Linked DNA regions of Mus musculus: region 2 is linked to region 1. A link is a contact called in public HiChIP or PLAC-seq data. All regions are on one chromosome and are shown on one strand. The core of a region is the stretch at or near the end of the contact, and the rest is flanking DNA. Distances in the headings are between cores, read along the strand shown. Region 1 holds the start of Plxna1 (plexin A1). Region 2 overlaps Chchd6 (coiled-coil-helix-coiled-coil-helix domain containing 6).

The links. HiChIP or PLAC-seq counts read pairs in DNA pulled down with a chosen protein or histone mark.
Region 2: a contact with region 1 is called in an H3K4me3 HiChIP or PLAC-seq map of bone marrow-derived macrophages, with 4 times the contacts expected there. The contact joins the enhancer-like site here to the promoter of Plxna1 in region 1. A contact is called at or near these places in 1 of 39 promoter capture datasets (the 3T3-L1 cell line), 13 of 484 Hi-C or Micro-C datasets (the C2C12 cell line, the HL-1 cell line, bone marrow-derived macrophages and 8 more), 9 of 115 datasets of contacts at active chromatin or transcription factors (bone marrow-derived dendritic cells, bone marrow-derived macrophages, cardiomyocytes and 3 more) and 3 of 9 other capture datasets (adipose tissue, bone marrow-derived macrophages and liver).

Annotation. Positions count from the first base shown.
Region 1 is chr6:89,359,492-89,364,793 of GRCm38.p6, forward strand. It overlaps Plxna1 (plexin A1), which reads right to left and starts at 3,122. Exons shown (of 32, transcript NM_008881.2): 1 at 2,916-3,122. It overlaps Gm40415, which reads left to right and starts at 1,864. Exons shown (of 2, transcript XM_017321867.2): 1 at 1,864-1,907; 2 at 2,094-3,100. The coding sequence starts at 2,253. The coding sequence ends at 2,687.
Region 2 is chr6:89,405,533-89,410,834 of GRCm38.p6, forward strand. All of the region lies in intron 6 of Chchd6 (coiled-coil-helix-coiled-coil-helix domain containing 6), which reads right to left. Gm52910 (a long non-coding RNA gene) reads right to left here. Exons shown (of 2, transcript XR_003956464.1): 1 at 2,419-5,302; 2 at 1-1,278. Among named protein-coding and RNA genes, the nearest start is that of Gm52910, 3.5 kb to the right of the region's middle. Within about 2 kb of position 2,854, at least 22 of the 459 cell types and tissues checked have an H3K27ac peak or open chromatin away from gene starts, as enhancers often do. A contact at or near this core is called in the HL-1 cell line, bone marrow-derived macrophages and pancreatic cancer cells, where this site is marked.

The DNA of each region.
Region 1 (5,302 bases), core at 1,872-4,371:
AGCAAACACTGTGATTGAGTGAGAAAGTAAGTAAAGACACTAGGAGTGGCCAGGCCTGGGCAAAGCTATCCTCAACATACATGCAGATAGGGAAACTAAGGTTCAGGGCAGCAAAGAGTGTTGGCCTAAATCCCAGGGCAAATGCAGGGTGGTACTTCCTTGCAGGAACTCTCCTAGCAGACTGTCAGCTGCTTTATACCCCCAGACCAGCAGCCAAGAGGAGCCTCCACAGGCAGCCAGAAGGGGAGCACACCATCGGCCTCCCACCCTCAAAACCAAAGCAGACTAGAGAGCAGGTTGCTTGCAGACAAAACGGGCCTGGGCTGAGCACTGAGTCTATGTGAACTCTAAAGAAAACATGAATCACTCACCGTTTATCAGTTCAAAGCAGGCCTGCAATTACCAGGGGCTGGGCTCTCCCCTCCTCCGGGATAATTATACACGTCTTAATGCAATTACGGGCCCTACTTTTTATATTAAACAGGAGGGACCTGGCTGAAGAAGCCACCATCCAAACCCCAGCCTGGCCCTGGGCCCACTCCCCCGCCTCCCAACAGAAGCTGCTGGGAAGGGATTGGCCCGGGGGTACAGGGCTGCCGTCCAGGAAAGAAGGGGATCCCAAGCCTACACCTACCATGGCACAAAGACTAGCAAAGACGCCTGGGCTACGTTCCCCAGATACAAAGACTCAGGATCCAGACAGATCCAAGGTCACACAGCCAGCCCTGACAGAAAGGAAGCAGAGCTGCTGTGGAGACCCTGGCAGCACAGGGTCCCGCAGAAAACAATGTTCCCCTGAGAAGCATGGTCTGATACTGCCTGCTGAGCTAGGCTAGGGGAGGGGAACAGACAAACTCTGGGTTCTGCGAGCTGCCTGGCCACTGTAGCCTACAGAAACTCCCAGGTGGTGCCTTTCCACCTGCTCTACAACAACCAGGTCCACTGGATGCTGGTGGGGTGGGGGTCGGCATGGACCTGCTGGACACGCAGATGGGAGCACTACAAACGGCCATAGCTCCCTGATCCGGACGGACAAGTGAGAAGTCAAACAGGAGGGCCATGGTGGTGCTGGGTGTGTGCAGCAGGGACCAGGAGAGAGAAGCTGGGCTTGCAGATGCGGCGGGGACTCTGCCAGGGGCCACGCTGGAGCAGGCCTCCAGTGGACTGCAGAGAGCTGGTACTCTGCTCTCTCCCAACTCTGAGTAACACTATGGTTCTTGCTCAGAAACAAAGCCCTCAAAACCCTCACAGGAGGACAGCTTGCTCCCTGTGCCCTGCTGCTCTGGAGCCTTATGGTTGTGGACAGGCCGGTCTTACTGACATCTCACCTAGTGGTTCCCCATCAGCGGCAAGAGAAGGATCTCCCTGCCTTGTCACCCTGCCCCACCCTGTGGGAGGTCATAGGAGTTGGTCTCCAACGGTCTACTCTCTACATGGAGGCCCTGGAGTCGTGCTCTCCAGAAAGGGTGCAAGCTTCTAGTCTCCCCTGGGGTCCCACACTCCCGGTCCAGGTGCTCCAAGAGATGTGGCTTTGTCCACCACATCTTGTCTGGTTCCAAACCCAAGAACACATTCCTCAGCCAACACTGACCACACACCCCAAGCCTCCACCCATGCTGTCCTCTGTGCCTTTAGACACCTTCGGTGGGCTCCAAGCTGCCACCTCCCCTCTGCCTGACAGCCTAGCCCTGAAGCAGAGTCCCTGTTTTGCACCTCTGCCTAGGGCACTGGCTGAGTGCTTCCCCGACCCAGCAGACTCTTGGCCAGCCTAATGCAGCACTACCTCCTCCTGCTCACCCCCAACAAGCAATGGAGCTGGAAAACTGGGGGTGCTCTAGGAGGGCTGGAGAAGCACAGGATAGCACCACCCTGATGGGACTGAAGACCCGCAGCACCTGCTGGAAGAGGTAGGTAGCACCAGGAGCCAGAGCCAGAGGTAGGAGCCTGGCAGAGGGGCAGAGGCTCAGTTCGTTCCCATCCCCCCCCAACACACCCCTTTCTTTCAAGGGGCGTGGCCCCAGCACCCCACCGATGAGACTGAGAGGGCTCCGGCCACCTAGTAGCCTCTCTGAAGCCCTCTTGTATCCTTCCAGGGCAGCACCTGGGATCTCTGCAGGCAGAGGGGGCCTCCCAGGAATCTACACTCGCCCTTCCCTACAGCAGCCAGAGTCAGCCCATCACCGCCGCCGTCCTCGCCGTACACCAGGCCTGGGACCGTCCAGGAAGCAAGAGGGGAATCCTCCGGGGAAGGAATGACCCGTGGAGGCCCTGCGCAGGGGGAGGCCGAGGAGGCCCGAGCCGGCGTCCTCTCCGGTGGCACCGCACCGCCCCTTGCAGCCGGGTGGAGGGCCTGCGGGCCTGGGCTGGCTGCGGCGCCCACTCGCGCGCCGGAGCCGGAGGGGGCGGGGGTCCCCACGAAGCCTTGCAACTTCCACCCCACTGCCTCAGGCCGGCCCGAGGCGCAGCCAGGGACCTGCCCCGAATCCCGCGGCCCTGCCCGGGCCTGCCCAGCGCGGCGCTCGCCTGCGGCCCACGTCCCCACCCGCGGCCCGGTCCGACCCGGCGCAACACGGGCCGACATGGGCACCCGCAGGGCCCTTCCCGCGGGGCCACTGCAAACTTTCTCTCCTGCCTGGAGGAAGGGACCGCGACTGCGGCCACAGACATTGCGCCCCCCCGGATCGTAGGGCCCCGGACGTGCTGCGACCCGCCGGGACGCGGCAGCCCATAGCGGAGACCGCGCCCGGACACACGCGGGCGCCCGGCCGGAACCGCAGGACACGCCAGCCGCGGACACGCGCGCCGCAGTCCCCGCGCACACCCCCCTGGCCGCCGCCAGCGCCCCCCGGCCACTCGGGACCCCGGGCCGCGACGAGCCTCCCGCCGCCCGCGGGGAAAGTTGCGCCCCGACTCACCCGCCAACCCCGGGCGCGTCCCGCCGCTGGCCATCGTTGCGCCCCGCCGCTCGCCCCTCTGCGGGGCCGCCCACGCCGCGCAGGCCGCCCAGGCCGAGGCCGCCGCGCCCGGGCTCCGCTCCGCTGCGTGGCTGCGTCGCCGCTGCCCAGCATGAATGGGGCGCTGAGCTCCGCGCGGCTGCGGACCGGCCTCGCTCTCGCCGCCCCGCGGAGCGCCGTGCCGCGCGCATGCGCCGGCCGAAGCCGGGGGGCGGGGCCGGGGGCGGGGGCGGGGGCGGGGCGGGACCCGCGATGGCCTGCAGGGGGCGCTCGGCCCCGCGGCGAGAGCGCGCGCGGCGGGCCCCACCGCTTGCCTTCAAAGGGCGATGGCCACCTCAGCCTTAAAACTCTGGACTGGGGTGGGGGTGGGTGAGGTGGTCCGGGTGGTCCCAGGAGTCGATGCACTCTTTAAGGAGCACAGGCTGGAAGTACAGCTTTCGTGCACGGAAGGGTAAACTGAGTCCGGAGGAAGCACTTGCCCTGGTCCTATTGCTCATCTCTGCCTGCGCAACGATCGCTTAGGTGGGACCGGCACTGCACCCCGCAGGCCCCAGGAGGTGGCGCGTGCCGGGATGCCTAAGCTCAGAGGACGACTGTCCTGTCCGGTACGCGGTCCTGCAGCGGGGCGTGTTAGAACTACCCCAGCAGGATAGAGACCTCGCCGGGTCGATCGCGGGCGCGGGGCTGGCCTGCAGAGCTGGATTGCGCCAGGTCTCGGTCGGGTAGAGAACCTTTCTCAATAAGGTCACCCAGTGCAAGGCATCCAGACCAAAGCAGGCAGCTGTGCGCAGAACAGAACAGAGCAGTCAGAAAAGGTGGTCGTGGGAGGGGCGAAGGCTGACTGGGCACAGCCTGGGGGACCCAGTGCAGCTCATTCGGTAAGGACCATTGTCCGTACTCGTCTCCCAAGCAGTCATCACCCTCTTTCCCTGTGCTCATCCTTGCCTGGTTTTTCTTTGGGTGTGACCGTTTACATTTTGTCTCCCTGAATGACATATTCTTTTGTGTAGCTTGTTTGAGGATGCTATAGAAATGGTGTCCCGCCTTCCTCTCTGATAGGAATGCAGGGTCCTGTGGTCAGTCTTTGCTCTCACTGTGTGGCACAGGCTATTCTGGATAGTTAACCCTCTCTTCTGCTACTGGACTGGAGCCCCCTGCTCTAGACCTTGGTCTTTAGCTTCAACAGACGATGCAAACTTGGTTTTCCCCCAAGTGAAACCCCACCCCTCCACGTGATGGAGAAGTGTCAGCAACAGTGGGAAAGGTAATGGTTTGATTTTGCCAGGCTGAAAGTTGGTGCTGGTTCTTTTTGCTTCTGAATGGCGGTGAGACCCTTCTTCCACAGTTACACTTACCGTCGGACTCCACAGGCACTACATACTGAATGTACAAATCTCTGCTGTGCTGTACAAACCGGGTAGACAGACTGCGCAGGCCCTGTGACCTGCCCAAGCTCCCTCGCTGGTTGGTGGCAGAGCCTGGAGTCTGGCCCAGAGGTGCAGTTCAAACTGTGGGCTTCCTAGTTGCACACCTGTCTGCTTCCAATAGTTGGCTCTGCTTTCCAGTCCACAGCCTTACCTGCCTCACAGATTTGGTAATCCACTTGCAACGCTTTGGGGAGGTTACAGGCAGACTGGGGTTGTGCCTGTCCAGCTGTTCCCTGAGTTGCCTCTGCTCCTTAGCTTCAGAGGCTGACTGCCTCTGCTCACACCTGCCTTTGCCAACCTGTCTTCTGAAGTACAGCTAGGCAGGTGCTCAAGGCTCTTCCTGTTTTGTGACCCACACACAGCGGATAGGTATCCAGAATACATGAAGAACGCCAAAGAATCTACACAAACACGGCTACCATCCCACAGGAGGGGATAGGTGACCTCCGAAAACCTTTTTCTGGAGGAAATCCAGCTAGGGGCTATTGCTTTGGATCAGTTAGTAGTTCCACTGATCCCTCTCAGCTGCACTGTGCCTCCACTGATGTCTCAGCTCTTTTTTATGTGGTCTTATTGAGTCCCGAGAAGCAGCAGAAGAAGAAAGCCTGTGACCATAGAAGAGCTGGAATTGAACCTGGGCCTGCAGCTTTGGCTTGACCACATTGCAGAGAAAGGAAGTGAGTCAGCACAGCTGCTGTGACTGCTGCTGCCAGGGCTCCTCCCTCTGCGTTTCCCCCTTGGGGGTCACTTCCCTGCAGGAACTGGAAAGGAGAGGAGTAGTCCCAGGAGCAAGGTTCTGGTCAAGGGGGCCTAATAAGGTTCTTAAGGCCCCTCCCTTCACATGCTCCAGCAGCGAACAGTTTCAGGGCCATTTCTGCACCTGTGACAGACCCTCCTACAAATGGGCTCAGCTGGCTCTTC
Region 2 (5,302 bases), core at 1,604-4,103, 46 kb after region 1:
GAACAAGATGGAGAACTCTCAGCTCCTTCTCCAGTGTCATGCCTGCCTGGACACACTAAGATGCTTCCTGCCTTGATAATAATGGACTGAACCTCTGAACCTGTAAGCCAGCCCCAATTAAATGTTGTCCTTTATAAGAGTTGCCTTGGTCATGATGTCTCTTCATAGCAATGGAAACCCTACCTAAGACAGAGATCAAGTGTTAGAGACAATATAACTGGGACTGAGAGGGGCCACTATGGGAGACACTGACAGGATTTGGTTCTCTGCTTCAAAGCCCATGGGCTACTGCATGGAGCTGGCTCCTTCCTAGAAAACAGAACAAATGCTAGGAGAAAGCACAGAAAGGTCTTTGTGGGCAGGAGGATGATCAGAGGACCATCTTCTTCCCATGTCTACACCCCCTCCATCCACCGAACTGTGGTCAAGAACACAGTTTGTGCAGTCTGAAGAGCATGCCACTACTGGTACATCCAGCAGAGAACAGGCACAGCACACTCTAGAGGGGTCAAGTCACCCCAGTAGATGCTGGATTGGCTTCAAGAGACTGGTTTGGTGAGGCAGCAGCAGGAATGCATGGGTCTGTTGAACATAAGGCCCCCTTCCCCATCTCTCCTTTCCTCCATCAGTAATGCACGAGTCCGTTGAACATACATCCCCCATTTCATCTTTTCTTCTCCAGGAATCCTGGCTATGGCAGTGGGCACTAATGGCCGGACAGCTCCAGTCTCTACATTCCTGGAAGGTTCTCTCCTTCACCATCCAGCCTGCAGCTATGGAATGATAAACACAAGGTGATGGCCAGGGACTTGGCCAAGGGCTGTCTGAACAAAGGCACATGGTAGAAGTCTTAATGGATGTTTTTAGGCTTGGACAACTCCCAGGCTCATCAGTGACTTACTTGAAGTATGAAGAACAGTGGCCAACAAGTTACTAGAAGGTGGAGTATGAGGAGCAACAAGATATAAAATTACATACATCAGTCCCCAGGCTGGATTGAGTCCACCTAGAGTGCCACTCATAGAATAGACACTGGGTCCTGATCCTACGGCCCAAGCTGAGCTTATGTGGAATTGAACATGCAGGAAGCTTATGCCAATGGCCAGTGGAGTCAGTTGAGGAGTCAGTTGATTCAGCAGGCATCAGTTTTCCAAGGAGGATCAGGTGGGTGTGGCACTGTTGACAGAGCACAGTCTGTGGATGAGGGAGATGGTGCCTACAACACAGCAGCAGTGAGAGGAGAGGACTCCAGTGAGACATACACCTCTTCTGTGAGGGCTGAGGAAAAACCAAGGCAGGGGAATATGAAAGATTCTGTCACCTAACTGTTAGGGCCACAGACAGGGAAAGAGGAAGCTTGTGAGGCTCATCTAAGCTGTCATTATGGACACTCTCTGCTAACTTCCAGGCCAAGCAGACAGGAGATGGAAGGTATAAGTATGGTCACTGATGACTCAACCTTTACAGGTGGGTGCTCCAAAAATGACCTACACCCGTGCTTACAATAGGCTTGTCTAAGGGAGCCAGACAATGTCAGCTCTCAGAAGGTGAAACCCTCACACGGCTAGAAATATGATTTTTTGCTATGGTTTAGAGACTACACCTACACCTAGGACACTTGTCTGAATCTCCAGCTGTTTTGAGCCGTCTTTCTGTGACATCCACCCTGTTCTCTTGAGAACTAGATGTCAGGGCCAGAGACAAGGCTGTCCTGCCTCCAGCCCGGCAGGCCTCTGGGAATCTGGCAGGTGAGAGCCCAGCAGCCAGCACTAGGTAAGCAGCCCTCACTGACAGCACCCAGCACTGACACTTTGTTTCCCACTTGCCAGGCCACACACCCTAGGGAAGTAGCATGTGCGCACCACAGGGCTGCACTGCATGGCTTGGCTCCTCCCAAGTCAGGAGCAGATGCAGCCTCAGCCAAGTTTCCCCCAAAGATTAGGAATGGGGAGGTGACACAACCCAGGAAAATAATCTAACAGCAACACTGCTAAGCAGTCACCTCTCTACTGATTAAAAAAGGAGAAAAAAAAAGATTGGACTGTAATACCATTTAATCCCCAGAAGCTAATCTAAATGTAACACTCAGAAGAAAACAAAAGTGGCACAAAGAGATGCGCCAGCCCTGCCTTCAGGGAGACTGGCTTTATTCCCAAAGTGAGCCCATTAATAGAGCTGGGAATGAAATGCCAGTTCTGTCTTTGTAAGGGGAGGGATTACTAAACTGCTGTTTCTAAGCTCAGTTTTAAGTCATGGATCTCTAAACATAAAGAAAGCCTGGGGCTGAGGCAGCCCTTCCCATAAGCCTATGGCCAGTGCTTCCAAACCCACCCAGTGGGTGTTGGCTGGACAAGTATGAGCCCCGGGCCATTGGAACACACAGACTGTAAAGAACATGTCACCCCATGGTCCTCAGACCTGCTCCTCTTCTCATAGCCTGCAACACAGGAGGTAAGTGCACAAACAGGGGCTGGTCAGGTGTCCCTCTTCTCCAGAGCTCCACAGCACCCACCCACCTTCCTCCTGCATCAGTGCTGCACAAAGCCCATTGTGACTCTCAACTGTGCAGCCCTGGTCATCATCTTCCACACTGTCCTGCTCCGTTTCCTCCATGGCACTTTGTATCACTCAGTAGCATATCCTCCCTTCCCCATATTCTTCTCTTTCTAATATATATGTATATGTATATGTATATGTATATGTATATGTATATGTATATGTATATGTATATGTATATTCTTTCATAAACTTTGTATCTGTCTCATTCACTGCAGACTGTCTGCTTTGCTGACTGGGAGAGGGTGGCTAGGGTCTTGTCATTCTCTGCCCCTGGAACACTGAAGCCTGTGGCTGCAGGATGGGTGAGTCATTCCAGCTGGCAGTGCTGAGTCCTGCTCTGCTCTCGACACTGTCACTTCGTCCTCCCCAAGGCTGCCAGTTATCTTTCTAAAGCACAAACCCAATCCTATCAATTCCCCACTTAAAAGATTTTTTTTATGACTTGCCGCAGCCTGCAGAAAAAGTTCCAAATGGCTCTTGTGCGCTGCTAGCCTTGTGCCCAGAACCAGCCTCAACGTCTGGCTTTGTGCAGTGAATGCCTCTGCCACCTCAGGTCTGCCTTCCTGATACCTCACCAGAACCTTTGGTAGGTTCCACTCACTCTGTCGCCTAAGCACAGAGCTGACTGCCCATCTTTCTGGGGCTGCCTGGTGAACTCTAGGGACTCAGATGCCCCACTCTGATCAGCTCATGTTACCACCCAGAGATCACACCACCCAGTCTCATGTTTAGGAGAAAGAATGATGAGAACAGTAAGGAGAGGAAGCTTCCAGATAAACACACAGGATCCCTAGTTTCCTTCTGCCAATGGTAGGCCCAGGTGCCAGAACACAGGCCATAGATGAGTCCCAGGTATCACCAAAGTAAAATACTTGGCAGCTCTTCCTAGAAGATAGATACTGATGGCTCACCAGGGGAGAAGAGACAGAGGACAACATGGGCCACACTCTTGAGTACACACCATACTATTTCTCCTTAAACATTCTGATAGAAGATAAAGGCTGGACATTATAAAGGCTCATGGCAAGTCAGGAAGTTCTTTCCTAGACCTCACCTGAGTTTTCATAGCTTCAGTTCATGTCTCTGGCCTTGCTGTTTCTCAGATAAGGTTTGCTTCTCTGATGAGTGCCAGTGGGCCTGCTGCCAGCTTCTTTCCAGGACACAGACTATACCTGCCTTTCCTGTTAGGCATGAAGTCCTTCCCTGTGGGGCTTTCATGTCTTCACCCAGGCCTGCAGGGCTTAGGACTTGGTTAGCACTCATCACTAAGGCTAACAGGACAGAGCAGGGAACACAAAACTGCTGGCAATTCCTACATCATTCGCCCCACTTGTCCCTAGCCCAGCATTTTTAGAAGCTGGCCTTGGGGCTTGAGGTCCTCAGAGCATTGGGAAGTCTCCTTGTAGTCTATAACACCTGCACTCCAATCAGCTTGTCTGTGTCTCAGGGGTCAAGAGTGGGTATCTTTTTTTTTTTTCCTGATAAAACCCACAGACAGGGTCTAGGTCCAAGGGAGAACAGGCTAACCTTTGTCACTGCTGTTGCTGCTTGGTAAGAAGACAGCAGCCCTAATCTCTATTTTCCCCATCCCTCAATTCCCTTTAGTAATAATCTTCCTAATTTCAATTATACAGGCTACCCACAAATACACACTGTTTCAAAGTGAACATTTTAGATAATGCCTACAGTCTCATTTGGCCCTGTCAAAAAACCCTAAGGTTCCCTGAAGTCAGTACCAGTCTCCACCTGGAGGGTGGCTTTTCCCTGCCTCTCTGTATCATGCACCCACACTCCCAAGAGGAGAACATTAGGTGTCATGTGGCATTTGGACATATAGATACAATACCCAGTGTCTCTCTTTTGTGCTTGCCTATCCCACTGTGGCTCACCCTCTGTGGCACCTACTATTCCAGAGTCAATAGCTATAGAGTCGTCTATCAGCTGTAGTGAGCTGCTCTGGTGTTTTACACCTACAAACTATTGCAGTGCTCCATCCACAGCTGCTTGTATCCAGAGTACCTCTAAGGCAGGGCTCTTCAAGGACAGCTTCCAGGTACCAGCCTCCCCTCCCTGGCCCTTGTGGCTCCAGATTCAGTTGTGACCACACTCTGTGTATCAAGGGCAGGTGTGCTTCCTAATATGTAAGCTAGCACTACATATAACAGTGCATACTGTGTGTGCATTATGTGCACTGCTAGAGGTTTAACAAGCACATCACAATGCTGTCTAAACAATCTGCAGAAATGTGTCTCAGTAGTTTGTAGTGGGTTGGTCTGATGCTGCTATATATTCAAATGCTAAATTCTGTACCCAAAGATCTGGTTGCTCTAAGACAAGGAGATCCTCTTGTAGACCAGTTTTTGTTATGTAAACCTTGCCCCACAAGTTATCCCTGGTTGGTTAATAAAGATGCCTACAGCCTGGGCTAGGCAGAAGAGAGAGGGTGGAGCAAAGGTTCCTGGGTTTGGGGTCTCAGGCAGGGACTACCACAGAGGGAGGAGACCAGGAGGAGGAAGGGAGAGAGAAGTCACCATGTGCATGTATTGTGAGCGCATGGCCATGAAGGCCAACCTATGGAGTGTAGGAGCGACCCAGGTAGAACAAAGAAAATGCTATCTCGGGGTTACTAACAGGGTCAAATAGCAGAGAGGGTTGATATCTGCCCAGTTCTAGTGCTTTTAAGGCTTATTATAAATATAAAGGTTTGTTTCTTTTATTTGGGAGCTAATGATCTAAGCAGGGT